2 separate regions of the Mus musculus genome follow, and region 2 is linked to region 1. Evidence: chromatin contacts called from public Hi-C data. All regions are on one chromosome and are shown on one strand. Each heading gives the region's core, a stretch centred on a gene start, on an enhancer-like site or on the middle of the called end of the contact. The rest is flanking DNA. Distances are from core to core; before and after follow the strand shown.

The links. Hi-C and Micro-C count contacts between places; a contact is called where the count stands out from the background.
Region 2: a contact with region 1 is called in a Hi-C map of uterus, with 5 times the contacts expected there. The contact joins two enhancer-like sites. A contact is called at or near these places in 3 of 484 Hi-C or Micro-C datasets (cumulus cells and uterus).

What each region holds. Positions count from the first base shown.
Region 1 is chr16:86,641,752-86,647,186 of GRCm38.p6, reverse strand. No RefSeq gene overlaps it. Among named protein-coding and RNA genes, the nearest start is that of Gm32461, 160 kb to the left of the region's middle. Within about 2 kb of position 2,171, at least 52 of the 459 cell types and tissues checked have an H3K27ac peak or open chromatin away from gene starts, as enhancers often do. A contact at or near this core is called in uterus, where this site is marked.
Region 2 is chr16:87,075,427-87,080,861 of GRCm38.p6, reverse strand. No RefSeq gene overlaps it. Among named protein-coding and RNA genes, the nearest start is that of Gm38477, 29 kb to the right of the region's middle. Within about 2 kb of position 2,566, at least 5 of the 459 cell types and tissues checked have an H3K27ac peak or open chromatin away from gene starts, as enhancers often do. A contact at or near this core is called in uterus, where this site is marked.

The sequences.
Region 1 (5,435 bases), core at 922-3,421:
GAAACACCAGATCCATTCCCATAAGTAATTTCAGTGACTAAAATATACATTATCGGGGTAAAAAAAAAAAAAAGCACCACACATGGAAGGCTAGGAGAGAGTCTATTTAAGTGGCAACCTCAAATGCCTTTACTATTTGTCTCTTTAGGGTGGAGAATCTTGGGTTAGGAACAAAGCCTGTTAGGCAGGGAGCTTAATAATCATCAACTTTCTCAAACCAAAGGACAAAACCACCACTGTAGTATTCTGATCTGTCAGCAGTCTCTCTTCTAGTTCATTCATCACGAGGTCCCTAGATTTAACAAGAACCCACTTCAAAGACCATGCATGGGAAACTCACCTCTTCAACAAAAGTCTTCTTTGAGCCTCTGCAGAGGGATTGCTTCTTTTACTCTTTATCCCAGAGGTGAATTTCATGTTTGCTGATACCATAATCTCTAGCAATAGACTTTGAAGTACTAAATAATTATTGTATATATGTTTCCCATTGCAAAGTTAACATGTTTCTAGTACTATCATAGTGTTGGTTTTTGTTTATAGTGAAAAAAACCCTGAATTTGAGAAACATAATGCATAATTTTGCTTATGTCACAGTAAAAAAGAATATTTAGGAATAACAGAACATTAAAAGATGGTGTTTAGGCATAGTGAGATGGTTCTTGCTGCCAAGACTGATAACTTGACTTTGATGCCAGGGGCTCACAGGGTGGGAAGAAGAGAGACCCAACTCAACAAGCTGTCCTCTGACCTCTTCGTGTGTGTTAAGGCATGTGCTCCACATACAATCACAAAGAAAATAAGGATAATAAATCACATGAACTTCCAAGCTCAGTTAGGGGACTGGAGAGATGGCTCAGAACTTATGAGCACTTAAACGCCTGCAGAGGACCCAGTTGGATTTGGTACCTAGCACCTATGCCAACTCTGACTCTAGAGGATCCAAGGTTCCCCTCTCCCCTCAAAGACTCCTGCAAACAGATAGTGTGTATATACATATATATATATATATATATATATATATATATATATATATATATATATATATATTCACTAGGTCACACATATTACATAAACAATGTTTTCAAAACTCTAGATAAAAACTCTGATGGAAAAATTCTAAAAAGTAGTGTTTATGATAATTTCCAGACTTCACAGAAAACACCTATGAGTGCTTTTCAGATTCTCTGCGGCATGTTGTGACGTATTTTCTCTGCTCTGGTTGTCACGTATTTTCTCTGTTGGCCTGCATCCATTTGTGAATACCCAGGGACAGTTTTTGATCTGAATACTTCTTTCTCTATTTCTAATTAGAATGACTCTTAATTTTACACATGCTAGGGTGGTTTTCATCACATGAAACTGAGGTAAATGACATTCTGTTTTATGGACGAAGGAACTAGAAGATGGTGTGATGGGCAGCCTCAGATCCCTCTGTAGGAACACAGGTTCAAGGGCAACAGCTTGTTTCCAGTCACTCATTCTCTGGGACCTTGTCTTTGACTGTTGGACTTCAGGTCCTTGCCTGCTTCTCCCAGCTCTGGTGTGCCAATCACTTGGACACAAGCATGTCATGTGCCACTTTGTATTGTCAGTCATGTAAGCTGACTCAAAGTTACTGGAAGCTCTTTCCAAATCTTATATCAGAGGATGAAAAACAAAGGGCATGCTTATGACTCAAAATCTAGAAATTGCTTGTTTATAACATTTTAGAAAGATCAAAACAGATGTACATAACACTTTTTTAAAAATCTAAAACAATAAAGCCAGTGATGTTATTGTGTGCATGCAGGTTATATAAAGCTTCTTTGTAGCCACAGAGGGTTTGTTGTGGCACAGAGTCGAAGAAACAGAACCAAAAGGATTTGTTCATTTTTGCATGTGATAATGATTACCAGAGTCACAGCCATCAGAAGTGAGTACTAACTACAGGCAAATAAAGTTTCACAAGCCCCAGTGAGCAGCGATTGCTTAACACAAAGACAGATTGCTGTGCTCTGACACATGGAGTGAGAAATATAAATGATCAAGAGTTCCCTCTTTCCAGACTTCAGAAGTGAGAGAGCTGTGTGTCACTCTTCCTTTTATGTTGAGACTGAGGACTCTCAACTAACATGGACTTTCTGGCACAAGATCATTTCCGTAAATATTCCAACTCCAACCACTAGATGTCATGCAGAGATCATAAAGTAAACCATCTTGGCTGCTTATTACATTAATCATGACCAGTTCTGTAACTTCAACATTTAAGGTAGTCTGGGGAAATGTCTGGTTGCTATTAAAGGTGCAGAACAGTAATGCTTTGTCTCATGTTATATTTGATGTTTGCAAACACTTTTGGCAAATATAAAAGACTCATCTTCAAGGTTACAAAAAGCTATTTCAAAAACATGAAAAATGCAGATTCTGGAGTTAAAACAATCTGAAAGTTTTCCAAATATAGAAATGTAGTATTATATGGTAAGAAACGGAATTCAAACAACTAGAATGAAGGTGTCCTAGAATTATTTTTAAAGATTTGGACCCAGGAAGCATTTGGATGAAAAATTGTGTTGGCCATGTGCTAAATGAGTAAATCTGGTATAACACTTAAGTTCTCTGAGTTAACTGTGAACAACTAAAATGGAGTGATTGTGAAAATTCAGTGAAGCACTGGACATAGGTCATTTGGAAGAGTTCTTGACATATTGTAGGTGTTCAGCCAATCATATTAATTGCTTCAATTATGCTTCCATCATGATGAAACTGCTGTATGACATAGTTATGGAAGTAGATTAGAAAACAGAATTTAGCAATGGAATGTGAACTTATAAACAAAATGAAATGTAAGGTTAGTCCTAAAAGATTGCTAGTTCTTCAGGAAGAAAGAAAATGAGACTCTAGACAAGGAGGATCTTTGAACATAACTTCAAAGGATAAAAAGGAAGTTTGACTCACTTGTTATGTGTTAGGAAGTGTTTGTTAAGCTGTGCTGCATACCAGATTCATCTAACCATATAGGGTATATTGCTTTTTAATATTACGTTGTAATTAGCTTACCAAGGGTCAGGTTTTCTTGTGGCTTTTTCTTGAGTCCAAAGTTTTGAAGCCATAGTTTACTATTGAAACTATAAGTTTATAAGTTTTGCATGGGGAAGCCCCAGAGAACCTCAGGACAATACCAGCAATGGCTACTGTTGTGGCTGATCACTGGAAACACATACTAACACCCTCTTGTTCTAGACATCACGTGCATTTGTCATAGGATATAGAGAACACAGGCTGGATCTGAGCTGGAAATTTCTTCCTCTTTGGCTAGCCCATCATAGTACCAAAGGATGCTATAAAGGCAGCTGGGGAAATTTCTATCTAAGCTAAAGAGCTTATAGTCTATAGTAGAAAAAACAAAACAAAACAAAACAAAACTGCTGTTGTTTTTGTGCTAAGTGGACATGATTTTCCCCTCCAAATATCATTCTAAATAATTATGTTTATTCCCAGAGATTAGTGCTGCCATCATCTTTGGATAAGGTGATGTATTTTCAGTGGGTAATGATTAGCAGCAAAGACCCATAACTGGCCAGAGTGCTGAAAATAAATGATGGTTAAAGGATTATTCATAACTGGGATGTCTATACCCACTCAGAGGCCCAATGAACATTGTGTAAGAGAGAAAGACTATACAGTAAAGACTATAAGAAGATGGATTTTATGCCATACTGGGTTTTATGCACAACAACTTTGTATTAACAAAACAATTTTGTGTGATCAAAATGTATTGCATACATTTGTGGAATTTACAATAAAATTGTAAACAAATAATATATTTTAATAAAATACAAGGAGAGAAGGCATGACTCTACTAACATTATGGTAGCGGATATAGTATTAAAACAACTATTAATGACCTATCATTATAATAGTAGATTAAGGCATTATTGAATCAACAATGGAGAAACTCCTAATTCTAGTAGAAGAAAATCAAGACAGAGACCCACAATGGTCAAAGTACAGAAGAAAAGAGAATTCAGAATGTCCATCTGTAAAGAGAACATATATCCATTACCTCTTCCAAAGGCTCAAGGCAACAGAGGATCTATTGGTAATTCTTAGTTGCTGGGAAAGGTTAGGCCAGTTTTCTCTATAAGTATAACCCACTGACAAATTGACCACTCTCCAATGGAAGACCGAACATCCAAGAATTTTCGGGTATCAAGTTGGCCTTGATGGTAAACAAGGAGGTGCCAAATAAGGTGGAAAGGGAGGGGGAATCATTTGGGGGAAAATAGTTATGATCACAACACATTGAATGAAGGAAGCTCTCGAAGTTTAACCAATGTGAAGTAAGGTCCCTGGTGGATTCCAAGCTCATCGATTGAAGGGGTGTTTTGCTGTATGGATGATATAAGTTCATAGAGTTCATTCTAAGAAAATTGGCATTTTTTTCTCCATGCAATAGTGATCTGGAAGGGCTACATCTTTAGAAACGTCATGTAGTTAGATACATATTTTTATCAAAGTTCCTTTGCTTTTCTTGTTCAGGTTGTATTTGAAAAGTTGATCATTCTTGAGGAGCTACTTAATTGATCACAATAATATGCTAGGGTATTGGGAAGAGGAATTGATCACAATAGCATGCTAGGGTATGGGAAGAGGAATCAGAAGTTGGCTTTGACACTGTGCTTTCTAGAAATATCAGAAGTTATACCTATGAAGACCAATATGTCTGTCTGAACATGAACTGATATATATGCTAGCAACACTAATAAGCATGCTAACATAAGGAGAGGGAAGCTCATAAGGCTTCACTCTACAAAAATAGACAACTAAACACGCTAAGTGAAGAAACACACACATACATACACACACACACATGCACTGCTCATAATTTTCTGGATAATGAAATCATAATTTCCCATCTTTATACAACCTTTGCTTACATCAAAAAAGGTTTTCTAAAGTCAAGTTACAAAGGGAAAGGTATTTTTTTCCAAACACAGCACTACTATACTTAAGTAATTGATTTTGGAATAATCAAGTTTGGTTCTACTTTTCTGAATATTGAATTTTTATGATTTAATAATTTTAAAACACCAATATAAGAAGTAACCTTGAGATTACAGTCTAGAAAACAAGTTGAACACATCAAGACTATTTAATAATTCATGAAGACATGGCATACTGCAGGTTGGCAGGTAGAAAGAAGCTTACTGTGTAGCATACAGGTTGGCACAAGGACTTGTTTGAAGTATGGAGTCTGGTAGAACACTAATATTTCCTCAGTTCAGGAGGGTGTTGAGCCCTCATTTGAAAGACACCTTACAAGTCCTAAACATATCTAATGTTTTTTATAACTTATTAAATTTACTACATTATTTTATAAACTTGTTTATAATTACCACATTGGTCATACATTTCATAGAATTATTTTTTATCAAATGCACATACTTGAATTTTTG
Region 2 (5,435 bases), core at 1,317-3,816, 430 kb before region 1:
CCCAATCTGTTTTTTAATTCTTTTTATGTGTTTATTTCCACTGTCTTGAAATTTTAATTTCTTTATTTTTATTTTGTTGTTTGCATTTTTTAAAAATTGCCTTTTTTTTTTTTTAACAGCAAGGAGGAAGTTTTGGAGCTAGATGGCTGGAAAGGCGGAGGACCTTGGGGGAAACGGTGATAAGAGTACATTCTATAATTGCTTTTATTAATTAAGCTATTTATTTAATTTATATCCTGATACAGCTTCCCCTCCCTCTTCTTCCTAGTCCCCCCCTCCTCCATCCCCTCCCCTTTTCCACCTCTCTTCCCTCTCTTTCAGGAGAGAGAAGCCCTCCAATGGGTACCTACCAGCCTTGACATGTTAAGTTGCAGTAAGACTAGGACATCTTCTATTGAGGCTACACAGGCAGTTTAGATAAGGGAATGGGATCCAAAGGCAGACAATGTAGTCAAAGTCAACACCCTTGCTCCTGCTATTAGGAATCCCACATGAAGAAGGTGCACAACTGTTCCATCTGTGCAGAGGACCTAGGTCTGTGCCATGCATGATCGCTGGTTGGCAGATCAATCTCTAGGAACTCCCCCATAGGCTCAGTTTAGTTGATTTTGTAGGTTTGTGTGTGTGTGTGTGTGTGTGTGTGTGTGTGTGTGTGTGTGTGTGTGTGTTGTCCTCAATCCTTCTGGCTCTTTCAATTCTTCCTCCCCTTCTTCCATAGGATTCCCCAAGCTCTGCTTAACGTTTGGCTTTAGGCCTCTGCATTTGTTTTCATCAGGTGCTGGGTGAAGCCTCTTGGATGACAGTTATTCTAGGCCCTATCTGTAAGTATAGCAGAATATCATTAATAGTCTTGGGGTGGGCTCATTCTCATAGCATGGGTCTCAAGCTATGCCTGTCATTAGTTGGTCCTTCCCTCAACTTCTGCTTCAACTTTTACCCCTGCATATCTTGTAGGCCCCGCAAATTGTGGGTCACAGGTTTTGTGGCTGGCTTGGTATTGCAATCCCTTCATTGGAAGTCTCTCACCTGGTTATAGGAGATGGCTGCTGGTTCAGGCTTCTTATCTCCCAGTGCTAGGAGTCTTAACTTTGGTCACTCTCATAGATTCCTGAGAGTTTCCTATTGTTGTAGGAATGACATGGAGGTAATTCAGAAGCTATTCAGAGTGAAGAGTATCTCACACTAATATGAATATGGATCTCTTTGTATAGCATGAGAAAAATCAAAGTAGTAGTTGTTTCTGAGGTGAGGTGGAGGGAGAAAAGCTAGAAGTGGCAACATATTGCCTCTGGGATGACAACATATTGCCTCTGGGATGACAAACGTATTATGTGTGCTTACTGGATGGTAGTTATGTGGGTGAATACATTTGCCAAAAATATTTGAACCATATACTTAAAAACTACTTATTTCTTTGGTATAAACTATATTTCAGTTAAATCAACAACAAAAATTCCTGATGTTTAATTTTATAGTTCATCTTTACTGGCCATTAGGTGCCAAGTAATTGAGTTAAACATTATTTTTGGTTATATTTCTGAGCGGCTATTGACAGATAATGGTACTTGGATGAACAGGTGTCACCTCAGTGTTCTAGCCACTGGTAAGTGGCCCATCTTCCAGTAAATAACGTGCCGTGCTCATAGAGACAACTTTTTAGCTTCAAGGGAGTCACACACTCACAAGACAAGCAAGTAGGGAAGAAGGATCTTGTTGGAAAGAAGGTTTCAGAGGGGGAGGAGTGTAGATGTGACTGTGTAACAGGGGCTGAGGAGGATTAAAATTCATTGTATTTATGAAACTGCTGAAGAGCAAAGGATGAACGAATTAAAATATCTGGGGTCTATCGCACACTCCTGTGCAAACAGAAAGCTGCAGGCCCATTTGTAGATGGGATCTGCATTTTGTTCATGTATTAAATGTGCTTCATCATTTGTATCTTAAGGTACCTTGACATAGTGTAGATTTTCAGTGAATGTTTATTATACACTGGCCCCATTTCGATCCTCTGATCCAAAACAGTGCCAGAACACATTCTTGAACATTTCTTTTTCTCTTAGAGGTTGAAAAAGTACATGCCCATGGGATTTGGTGTTGGATTCTCCTTGCTTTATCCTGTCAGAATTTAATCATCTTTATGGAGAAGAAAGGGGATCTCTTCTTTAGGACAGATGAAGCAAAAGGAAGTTTGCAATAGGCAACAACATTGTAAGTTTCTGCCCCGGGAGATGTGTTATTAAATATAAACTTAGTGGGCAGTATCATCCGAGAAACGAAAAGCAACATCCTGATTACCTTCTCTGCTTTCAGCCACCACATTCAAATGTACCATTTTTTGTGTGTGTTTATATAGCACAATGAAAGTTTGTTTATTTCACATTTATATAATGCTATTTTCAGTAATAGCTCACTGATTTTAATTTTTGTCATGCTTATTACAAATCTGGCACCAGTTACCACATTCATACATGCAATAGAGCAAAAAAAGATTCCCTTTTTAGTAATGTACTAGTTCTGTATACATCACTGTGACCAAAATACCCGACAGACTTAAAGGAGGAAAGGGGAATTTTGCCGTATGACTTCAGAAAGCTGCAATCCATCATAGATGGGAAGGTGAAGCAGAGGAGGAACCAGTACATGGCCTGGAAGATTACATAGACTCCGGAAAGAGTGCCAACAACTGGAGACCAAATGTTCCAAACATGAGATCCAGGAGGACGCTTACTTAGATCCAAATTGAAACAAGCTATTGAAGGTCTGAAACCTTTATGCTCTCCTCTTGTTTACCGTGTGCCTTCCCCATAGCCAACCTGATTCAAGATGAGCCAAACACGGTGTCCAGGGAAGGATTCTGTCTGTTTTCATTACCCCTGGCTTTTTCCTACTCAATATTCTTCATTTTCCCCTATTTTCACAGTGATGCAGAAGTAAGTTTTGTTCCCATGACAAAGTGCCCTAGGTTTCTTGAGTAATCAATCACCAATGGTATTTTGGATGCTTTTGACCTACTTTTCACTTCAGGGAAAAGTAAAAAAAAAATAATAATGGGTGATATGGAAGAATTACGTTGGAAATGTCATTGTCAAGCATCTCTTGTAAGTCATTTTAATTACTTAATGAAACCACCATAAACTAAGCTGACAAGGTCTCCTTTTACATGTTTTCTAAGCCACATGTGATCATCTTCTGCAGTCTAATTGGTCTAATTTCAGTTTTGAAATAATCCACTTCTCTTTTGGTTTATAGTCCCTTGCCTGGCTTTCTCAAAACCTTCCTAGCCCCTTTCCATGGAACCGAGGACTTAAGGGGTCACACTGACCCTGATTTAGTTAAATGTTCCAAGTACTCTGGCCCATGCAGCAGTGTCCTGTATAATTTGGTGGCTACGCATCATTAAAACATCACTGCCAAAGATTTATCTTGAAACCTTTTAAGGGGGAAACTGGATTTATTTTATGTAGTGAGTTTTTGTTCATATTAGAGAAAGCAAAATTTCACTTCATCCAGCCTAAAATTTTATTTTCCAATAGAAACAAACTCATTCATCTAAGTCATTATATATATATATATGTAACCAATTTGAGATATTGAGACCTGTAAGGAATGTCATTGATGTAAGCAGAGTGACTGAGTAAAATTAAATAATAATATAGAATTACAAATAATTTCTAATAAACATAACAGCATGAAATTTGCTTGGTGATAAGGAATATACTATATAAACTATAAAATTATAAAATATGGACTATATGAAGATGTTATCACTTTACCACTTATTTTGCCAGAATTCCAAAGGACACTTGAAACATAAACTATGTCTTTATCTTCAAGGTTATACCTATGAGAAAGTTTCGTTTATAAATTGACATGCATAAAATTAATGTTACTAACTAACAATAAAACAAAATGATTGATATATAATTGCTGGTGTCACTGCCCAACTTTCTGAGATATTACTAAATAACATAAAAGCATCTTGGCTGGAGAACTGGAGTATTGTGACGGGCATCTGATAGGTAGCATATGAAGCATGTATACCTTCACCAGTAGAGTATTCATGGCCAAGACATGTATGCATGGAACAGCACAGGATGCTGTCACACTTCTCCGAAAGCATAAAACCCAATGTCATGAATTAGTTATTGGTGAAAATTTCCACTTAGCGTTTTCAGCGGGTGGTTTATTTGTGATTGACTTAAGCTGCTAAAGGTAAAGTCGGATAAAGGAGAGCTGCTGTATGTAATTAATATGTATTTCATATGCTATACATGATAAACATATGTAAAGGAAACACAAGTTTGGTAGCACATGGCCTTAGAATAGAGCCTTCTGTGGTGAAATAGCAGAAAGTAAAAATTGACACATTTTTTATTGCTTCTCTCATACTTCATGTATCTCCCTATGGACATTAATATAATCGCTGAATTTAAAGAGACAGGAAAGCACACAAGAGCAGGCAAAAAAAAATGGTTAGTAATTCCATACCTTTCAACCTCAAGCAATTTTACAGAAGGAAATGAAAATCTAGTTTTCATTTCTAAAATAATGCTTATCAAAATGATCATTGTAATTATCTATTTTTAGTAGTTTCTAGCTGAGACTGCAGTATCCCAGCCAAAAGATCTGGATTTCAGATGACATCTAAATGTGTTAAGCCCGAAGCATAGGTGTGATGCAAGGACAATTCTCACTCTCTCATTAACACTCATTAGCACACTCTATCACATGCACAGGAATTCTGTGCCAACCTCATCTTCAGCCACTTGGACTGATCTTAGACTTAGATCATTTTTTTGCTGTTGTTTATTTCTTGAAGCAGGTAATAAAATTTAGCCTGTTCACGTTTCTTTTGGTAGTTCCTCTAGATCTCTTTGACCATTGACTTGAGTGAGCAAGATTGATGCCCTCTCCCAATCCTTGGTATTCTCTACCATATTAGAAACATATGTACTCCTCTTTTAAGCTTTTTCTTATAACAGTTCATGGTGTACAGAAAACCACTTCACACAGGAGGCATTCAGTTCTTATGATACTGGGAGTGTTACTTGCTGACAGTATGCAGTTGACTGTATTTATGGGAATTGCTCTTGCCAAAAGGAACAACAGTACTCAAGAAATTCACCAATATATTGGGGATGCCTAATACGCATAGCTGTAAATCCTATTGACAGTTTCAGGAAGGTTAAAATGTTTTTGCATTATTCCATCTTAAAAAACACATATTCTTGTATATTATCATCACCATTATTATTATTATTATTATTATTATTATTATGAACAGAACATTCCTGGAGCAACTGATCACAGAATGTTGCTGTAAGAACTCTAACATTTCACATTTGCATAGAAGTTGTTCTGTTTTGCTCTTCTTCTTCTTCTTCTTCTTCTTCTTCTTCTTCTTCTTCTTCTTCTTCTTCTTCTTCTTCTTCTTC